Regions from separate parts of the Sus scrofa genome. Here region 1 is linked to region 2. The links are chromatin contacts, called in public Hi-C maps. All regions are on one chromosome and are shown on one strand. The core of a region is the stretch at or near the end of the contact, and the rest is flanking DNA. Distances in the headings are between cores, read along the strand shown.

Region 1 (6,964 bases), core at 320-2,819, 140 kb before region 2:
TCTACTCCCCAAACCCACAACCCCAATTCAGTCATGAGAAAACATCAGACCAACGAGAGGCACATCCTACCCAATACCTGATTAGTGTAAAGATCCTGAAAAACAAAGAAAGACAGAAACTCCCACAGATTGGAGGAAACCAAGGAGACATGTCAAGTAAATACAATATGATTTCCTAGTTTGGCCCTTTGAACAGGCAGAAGACATTAGCGGAAAAACTGATGACATCCAAATGAAGTCTATAGCTTACTTACTAATGTGCTAATGTCGATTTCCTAGTTTTGGTAAATGTACTTGGTATGTAACATTTTATTTTATTTTATTTTTTTATTTTTTTTTTTGTCTTTTTTTTTTGTCTTTTGTTGTTGTTGTTGTTGTTGTTGTTGCTATTTCTCGGGCCGCTCCCGTGGCATATAGGGACATTCCCAGGCTAGGGGTCCAATCGGAGCTGTAGCCACCGGCCTACACCAGAGCCACAGCAACGCGGGATCCGAGCGCGTCTGCAACCTACACCACAGCTCACGGCAACGCCGGATCGTTAACCCACTGAGCAAGGGCAGGGACCGAACCCGCAACCTCATGGTTCCTAGTCGGATTCGTTAACCACTGCGCCATGACGGGAACTCCGGTATGTAACATTTTAAAATTTAAAATATAAATAAGCATAAATTGTTTAGATGTGCTCCAGATGGTGCTAATGGACAGTCAGGGTTGAGACGCCCTACTCTAGGTAAAGACAGACATTTGAGTTGCATCACAAAGTGATAAAATATCCTGAGCCATTGGAGGGATATTTTGAGAAGTTTGTTACGGTTATATTTTTCTCTAGTGTCCGTGATAAGGTGGAAAATGAGGGAAGAGAGGTGGCTGGTCAGAATATAAATTGTCTTTTTATCATACAGGATAAGGTCTTTACACTGCAAGCTTTGGGAAGCCATGATGATTTTTCAAGCAGAGTGAAATTGGAACTTTATATTAGGGGTTAGTTTTTAGGAACGCTATGTTACTTAAATGCTTTATAACAACAGCAATTACTTTAAAACATCTTACAAATTTATTCTTTGAAGGATGCCAAAAGAAACTTATTTTGGAAAATGTCAGTGTACCTTCCTTGATGCGCTTCTGTCTTATGCCACCTTCTCCCTAGTTGGGCATCGCAGGCAGGGACTGCGGGAGTGTTAAGATTATAACAGCAAAAATGCAATGGGAGAGTAAGAATTAAAGATAAGCTTCCAACATGCAAAGGAGGATTTTGCAAGATGGAATTTGCAAGCTAGGCTGAGTCAAGATGAGACAGACCACAAATTTGATGGAAGGTCACTCCAGACCACAAGGGAAGTAGCAAGGCAAGCTCGGCCCTCTAGCCCCGGGAGTGATCCTTTGGTAGTTTAACATTTTTACCAGAAGCAGATCTCTATTAGACAGGATCTTCCTCTGAGTCTTCAGGACAACGAGCCTGTGGAGAGAGCCAGGCAGAGTTGTCTAATCAGCGACTCCCTGTGCCTAGCTGCCTGGAAATTCAGCTTCTCAAAGGAATGAGGGCTCCCTTCCCTCTGGCAGCTTGAATCCTGTTTCTTAAAGGCTTGCCAGGAGCTTACGGTTGATGATGTCAGACAAGCCTTTACACAGCCTGGTGTGTCTCCAAGAGTGTTGGTGCCTATGTTCGGAGAGCTTATCACCTACATACCAAGTGTTCTCTTATTTGTACTATAAGAAAATAGACTAGAAGCGGATAGAGAGCCTCCCTATAAATAAGCTCACAGCATGTCCATCTGCACTGCTCTGACTCTGTCTAATTGTTAAAAATATCCATCAATGGAAAACAAGTTAACTAAACTTGTTAACTAGGACACTATGTAATCATTACAAATGATGATGGGATATACAATTTTAAGTTGGAAAGAAGTCTACAAATACCTTGAATAAAAGGAAATAAGTTAAATTCAGCTTGAGTGTGCTGCAATTCATGAAAATAGTGTTACATAAATTGTGCATAAAGAGTGTGTGTCTGTATAGGCACAGAAAACAATATGGAAGAATATTCATGAATTTAGCATCTTTCATCTCTGAGAGATGGTGCTTTGATTCACTTGAGCTTTTTTCTTCAGGCTTTCTGTGTTTTTTTTTTCACTTTCATGTTATGTTTTATTTTTTATAATCAGAAACATAAGCTACTTTGAAATAGAATAAAGTACTATTTCTAATTGCAGCCCTTGAATAGAAGAGGAGAGAGGGGTTGGCCTGGGGTGAAGTGGTCCCTGTGATAAGGAGGTAGCCGATGATGGCTCAACTATGAAGGCCCCACATCTCTGGGGCTTAAGGAGTCAGGGAAACCTTTTACCATCCTTTGGGCCATCCCCAAGGCATGCGGAAGTTGCCGCCCTTGGGATCCAACTCAAGCCACAGAAGTGACAACAAATCCTTAACCACAAGGCCACCAGGGAGCTCCCTACCATCCTGATCAGGAGCCACTTAGACACCTCGGTTAATAAAACTTCTAGAATGCAGCAGCAAACTAATGCATTTAATCCACAGGGCAGTTGCAATTTGCAACTGATTTCCTGAATTATTTTAGAAAGTGTGTTGTGATGAGGGTGATAAATCAGGTATCTCAATGTCCAGCAGGTTCTTAACCCCAAAGCCCAGTAATTCCTCTCATAATTATTTATTTCCTTTGAATCAACCCTTTAGAGAGGACTTCATACCTGCTGACCCACTGATTATGTAAGACTTGCATAATTTTCATTTTCTTAATCCAAGGAGAGTTTTGCACGAGGTCCTGTGGTTCTGGTTGGTGACGATGTTTCAGATTCTGCTTGGGATCATGGACAGTGTCCTGTGAAAGGCTTAGAATAGCACTGGCGCAAAGTATGGTTTATAAATCAGGGCTTGTTCACAACAAGACCCAAGACACGTACAGAGATCAGGGGGGATGCCTATTGCTGCGAGGACATAGGGCTCTCAGACATTGCAAAATGGTCTGGCCACTTTGGACACTGCTTGATGGTTTGTTTTAAAGTTGAAACACTTTTTACCCTTACCATACCACCCAGCAATCCTGCTCTGAGGTAGTGATTCAATACCATCTATGCCACACAAGGACTGGTATGTAGCAGCGTTCTTTATTCTTGCCAGAAACTGGAAACAGCATCACAGCATCTATTTCTGTCAGCAAGTGGATAAACAAATTGTGAGAGATCCATATTATGGATGAGCAAGAAAAAAGGAATGAAGTAATATATCCGACCACATGAATGAGGTTCAGAAATATTATTTTAGGTGAACGAAGTCAAACACAAAAGCCTCCATGCCGTTTGATTCCATTTACATGAAGTTCTACTAAAGGTAAATCTATTCTGACAGAAAGCAGATGAGTGCTCGTCTGGGGCTGGGGATCAGCGTGGAGAGAATCTACTGAAGAGGGACAGGGGGAGAGTCTCAGGACGACGGAGTCGTTCTATCTGATTTCTGTGGAAGCTAAATGACTATATACACCATCGGCCAAATTCATCAAGCAGAAAGTGAGTGCATTTTATTATACATATATATTGTAATTCAGTTTTTTAAAAAGAAAGAAAGAGAGGGTGGGAAGAAAAGAAGGAAGGAAGGAAGGAAGGAAGGAAGGAAGGAAGGAAGGAAGGAAGGAAGGAAGAGGCCAACAATAGGAAATTTTCATTCTGAACGTAAAGTATTTTGAAAGGGAAGAGGAATTTCACTGGGTCCCAAAAAGGGGGACAATTTTGAGCCATGACCAATAAGACTGAAGTGGAGGTATTTTTTACTGCACGTTAATCATAATGAGTTTTGAGCATCTTCTGTAACCCGGGTGCAGGCAAGGACTGACACCCACATTGCAGTCTTGCTACATCATGTCCACTGCTGGGTCAGAGCATCACTAGACCTGGGGTCTCTCCAAAACCCTGCCATAACGCCTGCACATACTTTCAGATTCAGCCTTTAGAGTGGGGGCCCCTTCCCCCAAAAGCAAAATGTCATTCTTACTGTAACATTTGTCTTGTGTTTTCTTTTTTACTAGTACCTCAGAGAAGAGCATCAACAGCCTAAGGTTTACATCAATGAGTCCAGGCTGTTTCCATAGCAACACCTCTAATTCTCTGGAACTGCAATTTTATGTCAATTTACTATTAATGGAAGACAAAACAAAAGAAAGCAGACAGAACACAGAAACCTTAGCACCTCAGACTGACAAGCAGAACAAAGAAGAAGGGAAGCAAACATGTCATTTGCAAGGTTTTTAATTCTTAGTGGTTTATGATGTCATCCAGCAGTTAACCATTTCATGATTAGGTTCAGATAAGAAGTGCATAGGATTATAAAGTCTTTGAGTTAAAATGGCCTTAAAAGCCATCTGGAATATTTTATTTTATTTCATTTTGGAAACTTTTAAAGTCCAGGAAATTCAGTCCCAGAAGTGGTAATGGATTTAATTAAGCTCATGGGCTGGTAAAATCCAGAGCCAAGACCAGAACACGAGCTACAGAATTGAAGCTTGGGGCTCCTAACATCTGTTATGATGTGATTTCTTTCATGTTATGATTCCTACACCTCCTCTGTGAAAATTATAGGATTTAAACTAAGCTCTGTTACGTAGTTCAAAATGGAGGCACAGTGGTCAATGCAAACTTGTGCGTTACTTGTTTTGAAACCTTTGGGATAGGACTGTGAGTGTCTTAGAATGATAAACTAAGAGTGTTTGTCCAGGAAGACTTCCCTGGAATAGAAGGCAACTGAGAGAGACAAGACCCTCGAGTGTAAGGTCAAGGTCGAGACTCCTTAAAATGAGACCCCTGAGTCGAGTGACCTGAATGCCCTTTGCTGGAGGACCTGACTCCACGCTGCTGAGTGCTGTCTGGGGGCCGAAGGCAACTTCCCATTCATGCCTGCTGGGAAAACCGCCACAGGACCAGAGACCACTCTCAGCTGAGCTGCCTCCTTCCTAGACTTCTTCTTGGAGTGGCTCATGGCCCCCTTTTTTATTTTCCCTACTTCGACTAATTTGTGTTGTGTGCTAATTGTGTGCAGCAAACCGAATGATTCGTGCATTGAATACTGGCTGTGTTTCATGTATCTCCGATCCCCAGATTCTCACCTGCCCATGCTGCTGGACCCTTGACAGTCATCTATTAGCTCCAGCAGCTGAAGCTCAGCAAAATACTGTTTTTGTGGAATCCATCATACTGAATACCAAGAGTTTCACTACCTGGTCTACCAACAGGAAAGTGAGGCCATCAGTCATGGCTCAATGGGGCCATTGCCTGTGACGAGAAGTAAAATCAGATGCTATGCAGCAAGTATCGGTCAGGGTTCAACTACAGGAAGCAGAGACACCACAGGAATTTTATGCAGAATGGGACTTAATATGAGGAATTAGGGGCTTAGGAATGGGTGGAAGGACTGGAGGACTGGGCTGTGGGCTAGGTCTTCAAGCATGATACCAAGAACACTGAAGAACTGAGCCACCAGGGAAGCTTTCCCAACTGTTCCAGCCAAGGAGATGGAAAATCAGGAGGTACTGAGCCCAAGAAAATGCCAGTACACATAGGATCCAGGATCAAGTAGCTAGTATCCCAAAGTCACTGGCATTCTGACCACCCACAAATCAGGAGATTGGACTATTTCTTGGGAGAAAACACTATACCCCATAATCATACACAACATCAGAAACAACTCCTAAAGCAGCAGGAAGAGGCCTCGACCTCATTGCCGACTTCAGATTTCCAATGAATGCATCTCACTGGCAGGACCTAATTTGTACCCAGAACTTTGCCTCTAGGGAAGTGTAAAAGTCTCATTTGTTCTGAATGTTTTCGAATTTCTGATGTACTGGAAGGTACACTTTTACAAAGAGGAGGAGATGAAGGCTGAGTATCGTTGACTGCATTCGGGCAAAGGAATTCATCAATCCGCTTGGTTAATAGATACGAGTGTATATCTGCAACAACGGCACATGGCATTGGGAAGCAAAAGAACACCTTGATTGGTGGAAGTGGGCTAAAGAGCACCCTAAAACACTGCTGATGGGAGGGAATAGGAAGCGAAGCAACCACAGTACAGAACATCTGACTGACTCAGTCAAACGCTTAAAAGCACGTAGACTTTGACTCGGCAATCCCACCTACCTTTTTCTAATCCAGAGAAATAATTGCCCCTGTGCACAAGAAAATGTGTATGAGGAAGTCGACTTCAGATCATTTGCAGCAGTGAAATACCGGAAGGACCATAACATTCATCACTAGGATCATTGAATGAACTATGGAGGATCTTTCCTAGGGACTTCAAGGTAGCAGTTACAAAAGTACAAGATAGGATGCTAGGTCCTGTGTTTAAAGGATCTCCAGGACACACTGTAGAGTGAAAAAAAGTTTCCGTATATATGGTAGGATGCTACTTACACACAGAAAAGGGAGCACCCCATAAACCAATAAACAAAGTTGTATGGGTACGTATTTCAGCGACTAAGAGTGACTGTGAAACCACTGCGTAGGAAGAATGTACAAAGCAGATGGTCGGCACCAATTCCTGGGCCCTCGACCCCCGTGGACAGAGCAAGGCTCTAAGAAGAGAGCAGAATGATGAGAAGATAATTCATGAGTTTCTTTGGGAGAGATTTCCAGGGGAGGGGAGAATCTCTGTTACTTTCCACTCAGGTTTCATGAGAGGGGCTCCAGTGGAAAACCTGGTGTGTGGTCCTGGTCTTGAGGATGGGGACGGAATGGGTGGGGTCGGAGTGCCGCCCAGGAAACGTAAAAGGTGGATAAACGGCAGAATGAGCACTTTGTGTGGCAGACAGAGAGCACTCCTGCTGCTGCCCTCTGTCAGCAGGAGAGGTAAGGGATGGGTGAGGGCGTCTTGGGCCAGGGCAGCCATGTGGCACAGAGAGTCTTTGAGGTCCTGCCTAAGTGGACCCATCCAGGGGGTGAGGCTCCCAGCTGCAGGAGCCTAT
Region 2 (7,429 bases), core at 4,844-7,343:
ACACTGCGGTGAGAAGACAGATGAAGCCAACATCCTGTGAGCCACCTGGGGGTCCACATGGCGGGGCGGGTGTCCCCAGAGGCCATCGGACCTCACCTTTCCCAGGCTGTAATTCAGCTCTCACAGAGGCTCAGTATGGAGCATCATTCATTGTAAATACGCGGTTCGCACAGGCTTTAAATCAGTATTATAGCCGACTTTTAGTTGAGTAATTTAAAACACACACACATCACCTCTCCATTTTTTTAAATGCATCTTAGCATTCATCTGTCAACACAGATGAAAACCCTGTCCCCACCGCATGGAGTCCATTCCATGGCTGTAAATAAGCACCCAGGCTGGCCCTCCCTAGATGCGGAACTGTTTTTAGAAGATCCGTAGTTTCCCAAAGACCTGGTATCCACCACGGCTTCTTACTAGCATGAATTTACATCCTCATCACACAGACTGCAAAATCCCACCAGGTGATGCCTTACGGTGACACAGCTCGCCGAGAGTGGTGTGACAGTGCCACACGGCCTCCGGTGAAGGAGATGCCCCGTCTCACCTCCGTCTTGCTGTCCAGGGCTGCTTCTGCTGCCTAATATAAATACAACACAAAGCAAAGGCAAGGCCCACCCCAGGGCCCCTTTGGAGCCGAAAGATCTTACAAGTAGCCAACGCTCTGACTGTTTACAGTGCCCCTTGTGCCCCAGCCTCCGCAACTCTCCTCCTGTCCCTCCCAAGTCCCCAGTGCCCCCTGGCAGCCAGGGTGAGGGGGGCTGCAGGAGATGTCAGTATTTGCCCCGCAAGTGAGAAACCTATGTAAGTCACTATTAGAGGCAATTACTTATTTATTGCAGAGGTCTTCCCCCTGCCCCCCACCTGCAGGGTTTTCCTGGAAACCCTGAAATATATTCCGAAATATCTGCCAAAGCCAGCTCCCTTCTGAGCCGGAGACACCCTAGCTGGTCTGAGAGTTCCCCGGCCCCTGGGCCCCTGCGGCAGCACCTCTGCGGGGGAAGGAGCGCACGAGCTCAGGCAGCCCTGAATGTGGAAAGGGCCACGACTAGCCCCAGCCTGTGACCTGTGACCCCTTCTCACACACCCTTTTTCTGGAAGGGGCAAAGGACCCACAGGGTGTTTCTGCTTCCTCGCTGGCTCCAGAGGTTCCCCATTCTTAGAAGGAAAGCTGTGGCAGAGGAAGGAGAGAAAATAGAAGGAAACAGACTGATCCCTGGGTTGTGCTCAAAAATAGCTGCAGATTAAAGGAAATCAGGGCGGGAGAGGTTGGGAAGAGCAGTGACGAAATAAGTTTCCTTCTAAACAATCCGCCCATGCAACTCACATCTCATGGATATCAGGCCCGGACCAAGCCATCTGTAAAAGGTAGACGGTTGGCAGGGTTTTGGCAAACATGTGACCACACCCACCTAGCTGCTGTCCACGGTGGAGCTGGTGCCCTCCAACGTTGTGCTTTCTCGTTGCAGACAGAAGCAGCGAGCAAGGTCAAGTTCCCTTCCCTGGGGAGTACATCATGCCAAATTGTATCTGCTCATCAGCTGTGGGCATAAGCTGATGCATTTGATTGGTCCTGCAAGGTTTCCAAAAGGTCAGAACTTCATTACTATAACACTATCCACTCCACTTCCCTCCTGGTTATACAAAATAATTACAAGGGTTTTAATTATCGTGATTAGGAAGGCACCAGACCAAGGCAGTCCATCTTCAGAGTAGACTACTTGCCTTGATGAGATGTTAGTTACACATTCATGTTCTGTGCCACGGGGATGGAAATTCAAAATAAAATCATTCAAGGACAGAGGAAAGGAATGAGCAGAAACCAAAAACCACAATTAGGGAGAAATCCCAGGAATCTGGCATCTCTTCCCTAGACCCATCACTGCCTTCTTGCCCTCTCAACTCTGGTGGTGTCCACAGGACAAAGGCTTAGCCCCTGGCCCACAATCTCCAATGCAGAGGCATCGAGTCACAGCGCCCCTACCATCCTCGCATCTCCCCGCTGGCACTGTTATCTGTGACTCCCCTGGTGTTTCATGTGTCTTTTCTATTTATTGATGTTCCCTCTGCAGATTCATTTCTTTGTACCCAACAAACTTTAATAAATGGGAATGCTTCCAGTCATTTGCTTGTCCAAGTCCATCGATGGTTCCAGTACCAGTCTAAGCCACCCGTTTCTAAGGATCATAAGGGCTAATGCGACATACTGACACAGAGGCCACCACTTTCCATAAAGTTCTGTGTCAGAAACGAGGCCTGGAGTTCCCGTTCGCAGCTGAAACGAATCCAACTGCGAACCATGAGGTTGTGGGTTCGATCCCTGGCTCTGCTCAGTGGTTGAGGACCCGGCGTTGCTGTGAGCTGTGGTGTAGGCCGGCGGCTCCAGCTCCAATTGGACCCCTAGCCTGGGAGCCTCCATATGCCGCAAGTGCGGCCCTAAAAAGACAAAAAAAAAAAAAAAAAAAAAGGAAACGAGGCCTTTCATTTTTTAGCTGAAATTTCTAACTACAGAATGTTCTCCTGGCTTTTGTGGCTAACTGAACTCATGATGGGTATTTGGGCAAACCAGCTGAGGGAACAACTTTCTCAAAAGCATCTTGTAAAAAGTAGGTAACACTACATTTATTTAGTTTTATTAATATAAGACGGGCAGAGCGTTGCTTACAAATTTTATGAGCTTGTGTTAAAATGGAACAGCTTTCAACCTAAGTTGCACTCAACACTGCCCCCTCTGCTTAGCAAACTCCTCAAAAAATTCCCTAGGGAGTTCCCATCATAGCTCAGCGGTAATGAACCCAACTACTATCCATGAAGATGCAGGTTCGATCCCTGGCCTCACTCAGTGGGTTAAGGATCAGGCGTTGCTGTGAGCTGTGGTGTAGGTCACAGATGCAGCTCGGATCTACCATTGCTGTGGCTGTGGTGTAGGCTGGCAGCTGCAGCTCTGATTTGACGCCTAGCCTGGGAACGTCCATATGCCACGGGTGTGGCCCTAAAATGATAAAAAAAAGTCTTAGGTAGAACAGTATCGTCTCCATCTCCATCAGGGTTAAGTTTTAGTTGCTCTGTTTGGAATGTGGTGCAGGGAGATGAAGTTTACCTGATAGGTCATTTGGCTTCAGGGAAAACATGGGTCTGAATCTCTGTTTTGCATCTTACAAATTTAGGGAAGTACCAAGTTTAACCAGTTTATGCCTCAGTTTCCTCATCTGTAAAATGGGAGCATAAATACGTATGTAAGCATATAGTTGTGAAGATAGAATAATGTAACACCTGGGCAAGCCCTTAACCCTTGGGTCACAACAGACCCAGGTATCAGCATGCATGTGTGCCTGCACACACAGACACATACACATACACACACTCTCTCTTTCTCTCTCTCTCTCAGACAAGCAGTTTGCTAATTACACACAGAGTCACACACAGGGCTCTCACTGGCGGCATCCCAGGAGTTCCATTCAGATGAACTACCCAGATCACCAGCTCTGCTGTTGGATAACAAGGAGAGAGCAGTAATTAAAATTCATAGATGCTCCTGAAATAAATATCATCTAGAAACTGATTTCAAAGTTAGCTGCTACACACTTTGCATCTGAGTTAGTTAAGGACCTGATTTGCCTTATTGGCTGTCATATTAATGGAAGCACAGATAAGTTCTTTCATGACCCAAAGGGCCCAACTGAGTGGAGGAGAAAAGCAATGGCCCAAGATAAGTGACAAAGTGGATCATGAACTTGAAAGCCATTGACTGTGAAGGTGGGTGAAGTGGCCATAGTTCTAGGCCCCCCTGAGTTTCAGGTGGGACAGGTGGGGCCTAAGGGGAGTGGGGAAAGCTTAATGGAGAGAAAGGGCTGTGGACTCCAGAAGCAAGTTCCAAATGCTGAGACCTTCCCCCAGGAGGCTTTGGCATCCTTCGTGAACCTGTTCTGTTATGAATCGAATTGCATCCTCCAAAAGTTCATGTGTTGAAGTCCTAACCCCACACCTCAGAAAGTGACCTTATAGGGGGAGAGAGTTGTTGCAGGTGTCAGCTGAGGTCCTGCCAAGTCCAGTGTGACTGGTAAAATGGGGAAATGTGGACACAGACACACAGGGAGGGTCGTATACAAAGAGGAAGAGAGAGACCAGCGCGATGCTTCTCCAAGCCAAGAGATACGGGGATGGCCAGTAACCACCGGAAGCCAGGTGAGAGGCACGAAACAGCCCTCAGAGGGAGCCAGCCCTGCCAGCACCTTGATCTTGGACTTTAGCCTCCAAAACTGTGAGAGAGAATCCATTTGTTGTTGAGGCCACCCAGTTTGCAGGCCTTTGTTAGGGCAGCCCTAGCCAACTCATACATTCTCGGTAACTTTGGAGTCTTGCAGTTTATGAAAAAAAAAGAGCTGAGAATAAAAGATTAAAGAGTCAGCAGCTCCTTGGCGTGTAAACAGGGCTGACATCCACTCTGACCTTGACAGAGGTCACACGTTGCCAGTGGTTAAGTCCTGTTTTCACGAACAAGACATTTAGTTGCATTTACCTGTCACGTGGAGACAAAATCATGGAAGCAGTCTGGCGTTTCTAGGTCACAGAGGGGAGAGAGCTGGGTTTTTTCCTGAAGTGGCATCCTTTCCTCCAGTGGCGCTGCTGTGGCTTTAAAATAAAGAGGTTTGTTATAGATGACAACAGCCATTCTGATGACTGTTCTAAATTTGGTAAAATACACACAACAAACTTACCAGAGCTCTTTGATGGCTCAGCCGTTTAAGGATCCAGTGTTGTCCCGCTGTGGCTCTGGTTCGATCTCTGGCCCAGGAATTTTTGTGTGCCATGGGTGCAGCCAAAAAAACACAAACAACTTACCATCTTGACCACGTTCAAGGGCACAGTCATGAGAAGTACATTCACGGTGTTATATGGCCAGTCTCCAGAACTCTCTTAGCAGCTTGCAAACCTTAAACTCTGTACCCCTTCAACAGGAACTCTTCCTTCCCCTTTTCCCCCAGTCCCTGGCAGCCACCATTCTCTTTTCCGGCTCTCTGAGATTGACTGCTCTTGGTACCCCCAAAAAGTGGAATCAAATATTTGACTCGTTGAGAGTGGCTTATTTCACTTAGCATAATGTCCTCTAGGCACATCCGTGTTGTAGCATGGGCCAGAACTGCCATCCTTTTTAAGGCTGCATAGTCCATTGCTTGGATTTTGTTCATCCATTCATTCCCTGATGGACACTTGGGGTGCTTCCACCTTGTGGGTATCGTGAATAACACTGCTGTGAACATGGGTGGAAAGATACCTCCTGGAGACCCTGCCTTCCGTTCTCTGGGGTCCACTCAAAAGTAAAATTGCTGGATTATATGCTAATTCTACTTTTAATTTTTTTGGAGGAATCTCCATACTAGTTTCCATATCAGCTGCCCCGTTTTATGTTCCCGCCAACAGTGCGCAGAGTTACAATTTCTCCATATCCTTACCAACATTTATTTTCCTTTTTTAAATAGTAACCATCCTGATGGGTGTCAAGTGGTATCTTACGGTTTTGTGCTTATTTTAAAGAGTGATTTTATCCACGGAATGGATAAACGGAGGAAATGCTGAACTGGTTGACTTTGCCAAAAATTCCAGCCAGAAAATAACATCCCCTTGATGCATTTCCCATGTTGTGACCGACACCCACACTTATTCACTTACTCATACGCAAGGACACAGGGCATTCATTTCAGTATTTTTTTTATTGTATGCTGGATGTATTTAGACACAATTCCAAGAACAAGCGCTGGATGGGGAAGTTATCTGGTTTGCAGATATTTGTACAAAAGGCTGTTAAGACTACACAGTCAGTTCCCACTGCAGGAAAACAGGAAGACTTTCCTTTTTATTATTCTCTGCCCATAGCATTTTCCAGCTCACACATTTAACTTCTCACAGCATGACCGCAAACACGTACAGATACATCCCCACGAGAAATCAGCCTTGACGTCTCGGGACATCTGGATTCAATCAGAAGAAGCACATGTGATACAAACCGTAGGAGGGGATCTGGGACTTAGGAGCGTGTGGAATGAAATGCCATGGCAGCAAGGAAGCACAAGGCAGTGATGGCCTGCAGGTCACGTGACCTGCCACCCCTCCCCCTCCAGAGAGGACCGGCCAGCTTGGTGGCTTCCCTTCCCTCCTTCCTCTGTGTGCTTCCTCCCAAAGCTGAGCCCAGCTGGAGACCTTCCCCAGAAATGACCTGCCTGCCTGTCAGTCAGGTATGCAGTTAGTGATTTCGTAACAGACACACTGGTCCCATCTGGCTTTCCTGCTGGGCCAGGCAGAGCTGTGTAACACCTGTACCCATGTGGGATGACATCAGGCAGCAAAGTAGTTTGCCTGGTTGATAATTATTTTTATATGTAATAATTCACCCAATAGTGAAGGAACTTCACTGCTAATGTCTAATAGGCATACACCTGCTCTGGGAGAGCACTTATCAGAAGGGCTCTAATAATAACACTGTCTTAGGTTACAGGGCACTAAATCACCATAGTTTCAAGTATACACCTAAAATTCCAAACCGCCTCCGAAAGCGAAAGAGGTACTACTTCTGCTTTGCTAATTTACTGGGGCTTCTGCCCCTCCCTGGTATGAGCCTTCATCCATGGTGAATCCCACTTACTAACCAAAACTAACCACCTTATTTATGTTTGGTGTGGGACGCGGGGGATCGGAAAAGACTCTGTCCTTCACGGCCGTGTCTTCTTTCTGCACAAGGCATGCACAGCCCCTGACCCTCCCCCAAGTCTTAATGGATACACACAAGGTATGCTAGGAGGCTATTTACATACTGACCTTTAAACATGATTTTCATTGTTCATCCTGAACATTCACTTTCCCCATACTGCCTTCAGAAAAGCAATCCCTGGTCAAGAAGGCATCCATGTAATGATAAGCATTTTCCAAAAGCAGAGTCTGTTAGGAGCATTTAGAAACAAACATCTCCCCTGCAACAGTGCACTCAAAATCCAACTACGTATTTCAAGCTGTTAATCTAAGTCACTAGAAGCGAGTACAGCCACATCAGCAGATTCTTTGCCCTCTTCTTGTCTTTACCCACAAATCCCAACGCACGAAGAACCGGTCCACCACGATTATTTGGGTTTTAGCTGTACACAGAAGACCTGTGTACAAGCCTAATGGAAGGATCCCAGCCCTGTTGAGCGTCTGCCAGGCTGTGCCACGGAAGGGCTGCCACGCCCTCTAGTGGTAAAACAGTGGCACCACAATTGTGATGTATCAGCGTCCGCCACGGCAACTCTCAATTAGACTGCTCTCAACTCTCACTCTCCCTGGGTTGCTGGACTGAGGTCAATGTCCCTAACAGCTGAAATAGCCAGCATTTTTCCCGCTGCACAGTGGCTGGGTAAGGGCATAAGTCTGTCTGGGTTATCCATGACCTTTCTTTGGC

The links. A called contact is a pair of places that touch in the nucleus more often than the background predicts.
Region 1: a contact with region 2 is called in a Hi-C map of embryonic fibroblasts, with 2.6 times the contacts expected there. The contact joins two enhancer-like sites. A contact is called at or near these places in 1 of 5 promoter capture datasets (liver), 22 of 47 Hi-C or Micro-C datasets (adipose tissue, alveolar macrophages, embryonic fibroblasts and 12 more) and 1 of 2 datasets of contacts at active chromatin or transcription factors (skeletal muscle).

Annotation. Positions count from the first base shown.
Region 1 is chr18:43,118,851-43,125,814 of Sscrofa11.1, reverse strand. No RefSeq gene overlaps it. Among named protein-coding and RNA genes, the nearest start is that of PRR15, 63 kb to the left of the region's middle. Within about 2 kb of position 1,569, at least 7 of the 83 cell types and tissues checked have an H3K27ac peak or open chromatin away from gene starts, as enhancers often do. A contact at or near this core is called in embryonic fibroblasts, where this site is marked.
Region 2 is chr18:42,986,190-42,993,618 of Sscrofa11.1, reverse strand. SCRN1 (secernin-1) reads right to left here. Exons shown (of 8, transcript XM_021078608.1): 8 at 5,693-7,429. WIPF3 (WAS/WASL-interacting protein family member 3) reads left to right here. Exons shown (of 8, transcript XM_021078574.1): 8 at 1-2,124. The coding sequence ends at 12. Among named protein-coding and RNA genes, the nearest start is that of WIPF3, 35 kb to the left of the region's middle. Within about 2 kb of position 6,093, at least 24 of the 83 cell types and tissues checked have an H3K27ac peak or open chromatin away from gene starts, as enhancers often do. A contact at or near this core is called in embryonic fibroblasts, where this site is marked.